2 separate regions of the Gossypium hirsutum genome follow, and region 2 is linked to region 1. The links are chromatin contacts, called in public Hi-C maps. All regions are on one chromosome and are shown on one strand. The core of a region is the stretch at or near the end of the contact, and the rest is flanking DNA. Distances in the headings are between cores, read along the strand shown. Region 1 holds the start of LOC107926884. Region 2 holds the start of LOC107926863 (WRKY transcription factor 23).

What was found. A called contact is a pair of places that touch in the nucleus more often than the background predicts.
Region 2: a contact with region 1 is called in a Hi-C map of leaf, with 2.1 times the contacts expected there. The contact joins the promoter of LOC107926863 here to the promoter of LOC107926884 in region 1. A contact is called at or near these places in 2 of 34 Hi-C or Micro-C datasets (both in leaf).

What each region holds. Positions count from the first base shown.
Region 1 is chrA08:94,816,776-94,821,972 of Gossypium_hirsutum_v2.1, forward strand. It overlaps LOC107926884, which reads right to left and starts at 2,750. Exons shown (of 1, transcript XM_016857821.2): 1 at 2,139-2,750. The coding sequence starts at 2,750. The coding sequence ends at 2,139.
Region 2 is chrA08:95,099,502-95,104,698 of Gossypium_hirsutum_v2.1, forward strand. It overlaps LOC107926863 (WRKY transcription factor 23), which reads left to right and starts at 3,205. Exons shown (of 3, transcript XM_016857802.2): 1 at 3,205-3,768; 2 at 3,914-4,057; 3 at 4,151-4,672. The coding sequence starts at 3,398. The coding sequence ends at 4,505.

The DNA of each region.
Region 1 (5,197 bases), core at 1,500-3,999:
TTGACTTAGATTAACTCATTGTTATTATAAACAAATATTTTGAAGCCTCTGTAAAATTTAATTTGGATAGATAAATTATATTTATAATTTATTGTTAATATAAATTGGGGTTAAATTTATAATTTTGATACCTCGCTCACTGCTCTTTTGAAACTTTAATTATTGTGGTTATTAATTGTATAACAGGATAACAGTAAAAAAAAAAATGGTAGAAAGTAATCATGGCATTAAAGTAAATGACTAAATGATGGGAAATAAAAATATTAGTATTAATCTACAATTCAAACATAGTAGAGGAGTAAAACCAGAATTGAAAGATGTGACGTATGATTGTGGCAGAAGACTGAAGGGATTTTTGTATTATTTATGGCATCTGATATTGAACTGCGAATCTAGGGGAAAAAGAAAGGGTCTTTTTGTAACTTTGGGATTCTGAATTTGCCTTTTTCACGAAACTGGTTCTCAACTCAACTGTGTTGTACGAGAAAAACCAAATGAGTAAAATGACACGAGCAATGAATACATTGTGGTTGGAAATGTTGGAGTCGCAGGTATAGATGCTAAAATTCTTATAAGGCCATTTATTTTAAAGTGGGTCAGATTTTGGAAGGTTTATGAAATTCTTCTTCTTCATTTTAAAAATCTTTTTTATTAATTAATAAAAAAATATTTTTATATTTTTGAATTATGGTTTTTTCGTTTTATAATTATTTATAACACACATATTTATTTAATCTTGTAATAATATTTAAAATATCCCAACATTGGGAAGCTGTTGAACAAAATGAGTTTTGAGGGTAGGACCGGAAATAGAGGAGGAGAAAGAAACCTCGTTAATTACAGGTGAGAAGGTTAGAAGCCCATCAATGAGGCTAAATTGGGCTGCTTTAGTAATTTTACTTTTCTTCACTTCCCATTTCTTTCTCTTCTTCCTTTTTAACAAATGGATTGCATATTTTTTTTTAATTCATAATTAAATTTAAATAAAATCATTTTTTAAAACTGAAAAACAAGCCTTTTGGGCTAATCAAGATAGCTTGGGCTCAGGCCTCAAAATTATTTTAAAATTAGATTTCATCCCAACTCCACTTATTAACACTTTTAAATTTGGATATTACTATTTGAATTAATTAATTACTACATTTTTTAAATAAAAAAATTTAAGAGGAAAATTAAGTAATCAATTTAGATATTTAAATCTGTTATTTAAAAATATAAATATTAATCTTTAAATTTATGTCCAACCATTAATATCTAAAACTATTTCAAATAAGATGCAAACAATAATTAAAATATTTATATATAAAAGAAAGTAAATTAAATATTCATGAATATTCGAATAAATACCACACAATACTAAACGTAATTAAAATAAAAATTTGAAAGTGGTAAATTTACATAGCTTAATGAAAACAAGTTTTCTCTTTCTTTCTTTTTTGCCAAGCTTAATAAATAGACTGAAGTTCAATATTTTAAATATATTTATATTCTAATATTTTTAACCTAAACATATATTTCATGTCCGTTTGAGAGATTCATGATTACTTTTTTCAGTAAAATTACCTCTAAAGTTTGAACCTAAATTTTTATCTTGAAAATAAAATATGTTTTACCAATACACCTAACCACTTATTTATCAAATTTAATTTAAATAATAATAATAATAATAATATTATTACTATAAAGTAAAATCAACTAAATTAAAATAAAATAAAGTCATCTTTTGTGCCCATTGTAATTTATTGGCCAAACGCAAAAGCTTCCCCTGTAATAATTTGAACATAATTTGCACAAAGAAGTAAAAAACCCCTAACCAATTAACATTATAAATTCTTCCCACTATTACCATGCATTTGCATTCTTCACAAATTAAATTAATATTTGATGCATTAAAAGATATGCATTTTTATTAAAAATATAATAATTTTATTTATTTTAAATTACACATTGGTTTATTGATAATGTGATTAGATGAATATAAACTACAGCATTAACCTATAATATTAATTAGGTTTTTAAAACTAAAACAACCGCTAAGGCATTATGTATTCCTAAAGAGGTGACTTGGGTTTGACTTTTCAAGATAAATATTAGTAGGCTTAATCAGCATGAATCCCATAAAAATGACTCCAAAAAACCTAAAACAACCAATGTGGGATTTTAAACTCTCTCTCAACCTTCTTCTCCTTTATAGTATCCAAGCTGGGTTTCCATCCCTTGCCTGAAAATTGCCTATTCAAATACACCGGCGGATTTTCCCAACTCTCTGGAAACAACTCCGTCAAATATCCACTCTCCTCCGGCCTCTCACCGCCGGCACTTTCCTTCTTCTGCAACTGCAACTTTTGTCCCATCCCTTCGAGTACACGATAATCCGCAGTGCAAATCCTCGCAAACAAAGGAACACACTTCGGGGACGACGATAAGATCGACTTTGATCTCGACACCGAATTCGCGCTCGACAGTACACGACAAGCTTCCTCCGACGACAACGCGATCGGCTGCCCACGTTTCATAGGTAGCATTATGTAAAGCTTTTTTACGTCGAGTTTATGGTCCGCCGGCAATGGGATTAGCCTCTTTTGATGAACTCCAGCGTTGAACTCCACGACCACTTGCTGCGGATGCTCCACCATCAGCTCTGCAGCTTCCACGATCCCGCCGAACTCCTGAACCGTGCCGTCCCAGAGAATTACTTTCCCTGTAGAATCAGATGGAAAGCATGTGGCAGTGCTAATATAGTTACCCATGATAGGATAGTTATATGAAAGAAAAGGGATTTTCAGTCATATGAATTGAAAGGAGTTTAATTATGAAAGCATTTTATGTAGGAACTTGGAGAGGGGTCTTCAAGTTGTAGGATTTGTTAGTTAAACTGCTACAAATATTGTGAATGATTTTGTGGTGGACTTTATTAGTATCATGAAAACTAGGGTCGTTGGCTTTTAGGCCATTTTCATCAACATCAGTCATCATCTGATGGATTAATCCAACGGTGGTAAATGCCATAGACATGTGGGGCCTCCGGTGTAGGTTCTACTGCACCTTGCTTGATCAAAAATGAAGTCAAACAAATGGTTGAACCATAACTGTTTTGGCCAATTTAATGCTTTATGTTAGGTCAATTTCTAGTTTATATATAAATTAATAAATATTTACATTTGTATATATATACATATATAAGAGATTGAAATTTGGTTAAATTTTGCTATTAGAATTGTATTTGTGTAAGTTATGGATTTAGTTTATGTATTTTAATATGATCAATTTTTATCTTTATACTTTTCGAATTTTAAAATTAGTATTGACCAAATAGTAGCAGCTAAATCTATTTGGTTAAATTATACTGTTAGTCATTTATTATGCGTACAGTTATAGATTTAATTTATGTTCTCGAAATGTATCATTCTTAGTTGCTATATTTTTTTAATTTTAAAATTTTAGTCCTAATGCAAACGACAATCGTTAAATCTATTAACTAAATTTTCATGAGTAATATATGAAAATAACAAGCTAACATAACATTATACATGCGATAATATATTTAACGCATCAAATTTTGAAAATAACATAATTTAACTTAATGAATTAAATAGTTACCATTGCTCATGAATAAAATTTTTAAATTCTAAAAGTATAAGAACTGAAAATGACCAAATTAAAGTATAGATGTTAAATCCACAACTTATGTAAAGTGCAAGTTCTAATAGAAGAATTTGACCTAGAAATTTAAACCTAGATAATTTATCATTCCACTTGTGATTCAAGCAACTAGTAAATTCTAATTTTAGTTCTAAATTAGGGTTTAGTTCAAGGGCATGTAAAGAGTTTGGCTCTCTCTCAAAATAATAAATCTATCATTTAATACCTTCAAAATTTATAAAAATATAAATTAATATAATGTTAAAATCATACTTTGACATAAAAAATCAATAATTCATTTATGGGTCCCAATTCAGTTTTATGGCATTGTCCTTGAGTCCATATACCTTAATTTAAAATAGTTTGATCTCTCTACTTTTGCAATATCATTTTTTAATACAAATAGTTAACATAATTACTTATTCTAGTTAAAATGCTAGGGTGAACTTTTTCTTAAAAGCACCATTACCAACAAAATAAAATTTATGCCTACATGTTGGGTTTAGAAAAGTGTTTTAAAGAAAAAGGCTACATCAACATTATAAGTGAAATGGATTGACTAATAACATTATAATAGTATAATACATGTTAACTAGTTAGGTGAACAAGGGAAGAAGGTGGATGCAGAATAAAGGAGAGGAGGATGAAGGTTGGGAAGTGATCTTTGTTTTTCAGAGAAAGTGTGGAGATCAGGAAGGAGTGTTTTTATGTGAGTCTATGTGACATGTTTGCATGGCTCTTTTATAGTGGGGGACAAATCTGGATATGTGTCCTAATGTCACTGACATGGGAATCTACTTTGGTGCCCTTGGCAGTGACGATGGCGTAACATCCTAGGATGAGATGTCTTAAGGAGATTGACACTCAATTACTTTAGTCCTCTACGTGGTCCCTACATAGTCTTATTAGAAACGCTTTATTTTATAGTTCACCAAGTCGAGGTTCACAAACTAGTTCTGGGAGTTGGTCCACAATTTTGCTGGTCTCATTAGGAGACACGTGTCAAGCTTCTTTATGGGTATGCTATGAGGTTAGCGAGTTATACTGCAAGGGTCCGAAATGTAATGACCTAATTTTCAGTGGTACTAGGAAATGCAATTTCGGAACCCTATTTTTATAAACCGAGCCCGTAAATATAAAATATGAATATTTACAGAGCTAATATAGAAATATATTGAAATATCCCAATGAATGTTGGGTCTCAAAAGAGGTGGTAATTTCAAAAATTCCTTGGTCCTTTATTTGGCTCAAAATTTGTGTTTAGAGTTGCTGTTAAATTGTGGCAGGATTAGAACTTATTATGATGACCCATTTGTTGTCCTCACTGACTTTGATGATAACCTCTATCCGTTTTCACTTGTCCTTGGTAACCTCGAGAGTCACTAGAATGATAACATTATTGCCCCCCGAGTATGAATGTTGGGATTGAGCTCTCCCAACTCAATCATGTAATGAGGTTTTACCTCTTTAAGAATTGTGGAGGTCTTTTAAGCTTCGCGTACTAGTTTGTTGCACTTGCACCTTAGTTTTCTTTGACTCATCACACTCAGAAAAT
Region 2 (5,197 bases), core at 1,955-4,454, 280 kb after region 1:
ATAGATAACGAGTCAAATTGATTTTAGATTAATTTAAATTTTAAAATTTTCGATCATTTCTGATTTTTTTATGAAATATTTAGGGTTAAAGTAATTTAAATTTAAGTAATCTCAAATTCAAGTTATTTTACATCGTTTTAAATTATTTTTAAGTTAGGATTTTTTAGATTTGAATTATTTATAGTTATAATCTTTTTTCAAGTTATTTGCTAACTTATATTGTTTACACTTTATTATGGATGGAGTTAATTATTTTTTAGTACAAAAAAGGTTAACTAAATTTGTATACGAAATTTGATGTTAAGGGTAGAAGTATGAAGATATTGAAAGCGTGACCTCTTCCAAAATTGCCGTACAAACATGCTCCCTTTAACTTTCTATATATGTAAAAGAAAAAAAGTAAAATTCTAGAAGAAAACCCCATTTAAATGCGTTTTCAATAAGTTAAACAGTGATCGCAAATCATAAAGAAGATTTTATTTTTTAGAAAAAAGTGAAGTGATTTGTCATATAATAAAATGTCTTGTAGTGTGATAACATGAGGCCAAACTGTAAGCAAATCTCACCCGTTGGATCAAACCACGTGGATCTTGGCGTGCTTCTGATAACACAAATAAAATGAAAATAACAAAAGTGGGTCCCTTGAAAAGCAAAGCCTGATTAGGCAAAGTGCAATGTGGGAGTGAGAAAGGTGGCGAAAGGCTCGCCTTTATCGCGACACCCGGGCCGTGTATCGTGTGGCTTGGCCTATTTTGTTTTAATTTCACACCCCATGGTGAATAAGGCTTTGACTTAGTAGTTAAGATAGAAGTTTAGAGATTTTACATCGTCTAAAATTGTAGTATAAGAATCTGGGTTCTAATAAAAAATATATATTTAATTATGAATTTACGATTTCATATTATGTAATTGATTAATAATATCAAGGAAAGAAAATTCGAAATTCATTCCAACAAGATAGATCCAAAACAATTTATTCATATATTTTGATATTAAAAACAATTAATAATTCAATTTATGTTTCTTTATGCAAAATTTATCTAACCACTCTAAGAGATCCTTACTTTATCTAGATGTTGGTCAAAGAATCAAGACATGATAGTACATTACCATGAAGAAGCCTAAGCAATCAAGATTAGAGGAGCAACAAATTGGTCACCAAAAGAAACCAAGCAAGCTAATGAAATAACATGGTAAAATAGACAACCATTGACCATAATTTGAATGCTAGGTATAAATACTCATATGTGACTCTTATACATTCATGCACACTCTTTGTCTCTTTATCATCTAAAGCTAGTTTACTTCCTTATTTTCATCTTTGTCCTTTGGGGATATCTCAAAACACAAGCTCCAAGCTCAATCTATGTCTGAGAAGACATCAAAATTGTTGGTTTGTTGTAAATTCTTAATTGCTATAAAAATAACAACTGTAAAGCTCAATCTCCTAAAATATTTTAAAGTTGAGAATGGTATTTAATGCGGTCTATTAAAGTGTTAATTGGGGCATTAGAGGGAGAATTTCATGCAATAATAATCAGGAGACAGTAGGTGGGACTGGTTGACATGGAATCAAGTGAAGAACAAAGACATATATGATCATAATTTTGCATCAAAAACAGTTCCATTATCTATTTTGGTTTTCTCTTTTAAACAACTCATATATAGTAATGTACGAACTTGGTCTAGTTTTTCCTTTTTAATTTTATAAAGTTATAATAATTCCAATTGATTTATTTACAGTGTGGATAAAATTTGAAATATCAAAATTTTTAGAGTCTCAATCTGCTAATTTATATTTGATATTATATGTTCAAAATTTTCATTATCAATATGGTTGAATCAAGATCAAATCATATTAACTTTTTTGTTTTAAATAAAATAAATAATGAAAACATGAAACATGCATATAATAATTTTAAAAAAAAAACTCTCATCCTTACCTTTTTTTTGAAGGTATTGATATCACAATGAAATATTTACTAATTAAAAAGAAAGTTATATGTGAAAAAGAAGAAGTTAAATTAAATCCCTAATCCAGAAAAAGTGAAGAACCGAATTATTGAAGGTATACAAAGGTAAGTTGAGATTACACGCAAATTATGTCAGCGTGCCCATGGAGGATCAAATTCGAATCCCTTGTTTTGTGCCTCATGTCATGCTAAATCTCACGTGCAATTTTTTTCTTGGGTTAATAATACCTAACATCCTCAAATTATAGTCCAAATTTTAACGAAATTTAAAATATTTTAATTGAGTTATTAAAGTATTGCAATAATATCAATCAAGTCTCCCTATTAATCTTGTTAATATCTTGTATGTTAAATGCTAGCTGGAATTTGGAGCTAAACTTGTAAATATTTGTAAATCTATTGCATTGGATCTAACATGTTTTGAAGAAAGAAATAGCCCTTTAATTTTTTTTTGACGCCATCTAATTTATTTTTCAGCATGTAAATTTTAAGATGTCTATGCTATGAATATACATGTGCTTACAATTTAATTAATGTATTAATATACTCCGAGCTAACATTTAATACTAAAATTGATTGGTAAATTGGTGAAAGAACATGGTTGATATAGTAATATTTTGAGAATTCAATTTGAACATTTTGAAGTATAAGGATTATTTTAAAATCTAAACAATAGTATAGGGACCTTTAGTGAAATTAATCCTATTTTTTCTTCTTTTGTTTCACTATAATTTCTTCGCACTCTAAAATCCAAATCCTAAAGCCAAAATAAAGAGAATTTCGATCTTTCATCTTCTCCTTTTCTTTTACATGGAGATTTTGGTCGGCTGCAAAAGAAAAGATGACCATTATCACCGACTGAATAAGTGAATAAATTTCTACAAATAAAAAGTGAATATTTGAGCATATATGCATTTGATTTATGCCCTTTATTTTCACACCTAGTTCAGGTTTCCTTTTGTTGTGATTTTTTTCCCCTCAAATTTTAATAAAAATAATTATATTCAAAAGAGAAGAACTCGGATGTTCACACCATGAAATGGATTAAAATGCAGTCAAAATCCAGGTTTCAAAGCGTCGGACCAAATGTACTGTCCGAATCGATGAGGTCACGCAGAGACAACCGGCACTGTTGAATTTCAGCTCAAAAAGTTGACCTGTAATTGCCAGTCAATCCCTTTTTTTAATTCTCTTCCCATATTGCTATACATACTCTTCTCTCTGTCTCACTCCATTAGCTAAAAATCTCCACTTTATTGTCCAAAACCTAAAGGTCTCTTTCACACCTACCTTATAAATCACATCAAACCCTACGCTACTCTTTCTTCTTTCTCCCTTTCCCCCTTGTGGCTGTGCTGCCTGCGAGACCTTTTGGTGAAGATACAATATTTGGGGCTTTCTTTTTTTTGATTTGACTGATTTTCATGGAGAGAAAAGAGGGTGTATTAAAGATGGAGGAGGTGTTGGGGAACTCCTCCTTTTCTGATTATTTCCCATTGCAAAGTATATTTGATTGGAGCTGTGAAGGAGGAGAGAACATGCCATTAGGGTTTATGGAGTTGTTGGGTGTTCAAGACTTGAACCCTCCTTTGTTCGATATGGGACAACAACAAGCTCCATCTGCGGTAGTAAACCAGGCTTTGAATCCTTGTTCTACGAAAAACGAGGGTTTTAATTATCAGCCTGCAACCCCCAACTCATCCTCGATTTCATCAGCTTCAAGCGAGGCTGTCAATGATGAACCTATTCAAGTCGACGATGACCAAGAAGAAGACCAGCAAAAGACCAAGAAACAGTGAGTACTACAAGCCTGGGTCCTTTTATGTCTTGTGTTTTGGGTTTTATTCTTAAAACAGTCAAAGTGAAACACCCTATTTTTTCCCATTTGAAAACTGATGAGGTGTGTGTGTTTTTGGCGTTTGTGATGGTGGTGGGTCTAGGTTGAAACCCAAGAAGACAAATCAGAAGAGACAGAGAGAGCCGAGATTCGCGTTCATGACAAAGAGCGAGGTTGATCATTTAGAAGATGGGTACAGATGGAGAAAGTACGGCCAAAAAGCTGTAAAAAACAGCTCCTTTCCTAGGTACTAACTTCAAAGTTTCAAGCTTTTTTAACCCCATTTTAGGTAATTTTTCAGACGACCTCCATGGTTTTAATTTATTTTTGGAACCCGCAGGAGTTATTATCGTTGCACCACCACCTCATGTAACGTGAAAAAAAGGGTGGAGAGATCTTTCACTGATCCCAGCATGGTGATCACCACTTACGAAGGCCAGCACACTCATCCCAGCCCCATCATGCCTCGCTCCAGTCTCGGTGGTGGCGCCGGTTCTGCTCCTTATCACTATCAGCAGCACCCACAGCCATTTGTCAATACCTTGTCTCCTTTGAACTTTGGACACAACAATGGCTCCATTAACGCCGGTAATTTTCACCACGAGAGGCGATTTTGCAGCCCGGGATCGTCTTTGCTTAAAGACCATGGCCTGCTTCAAGACGTTATACCATCCCATATGCTGAAAGAAGAGTAGAATTACAAAAACCCATTATCACTATATATATGTAAATGCAAAAAATTCCCTCACTGACTTGGGTGATCAGTTCATTCTGGTATGTAATTTTCTTGCCGACAAAGTGGAGATTACTGCACTGTATAACTTGGTTTTGCTTTTTTATCAAATGGAAGAGCTTAGTTAAATAGTTTTTCTTATTTGGTTCTCTTTTTCCCCCTCCATTTTTGCCTCATTTGGTGGGTTTTGGATATGCAGAGATATATACACCACGGAAATTTGGTTCATCCTTCTCTAATTCTTCTGACCCTTTGTTTGTCCTGTACCTTTTGTTTTAGTTGTTGAAGGAATGTGCATTGATTCCCCTCCTCCCCATTGAAGGCACTGCAATCGAGATTTTGATGGCTAGGATTTTCTCATATTACAATAAATGTAGAAGCTAGAAAAAGCTTTCTATTTTGTCTGGGGAATCAACGAAATCCTCTCTCTCTCCTTTTTTTTTTTTTTAAATGTGCTGCTCCAAAATATGCTTTTGGGAGGAGGGGGGGGCAAATGGAACATTAACTCAACATTTCCACTCATAAATTTGGTTCATTGAATGGTGGGGGGATTCTGTGAATTGTATAAGAATGCCATTTACATTGACATGCTCTATATGAATCAATATCATGGAGTAAACTTATATAAAAAGTTCTGTGACAAAATACATAGAA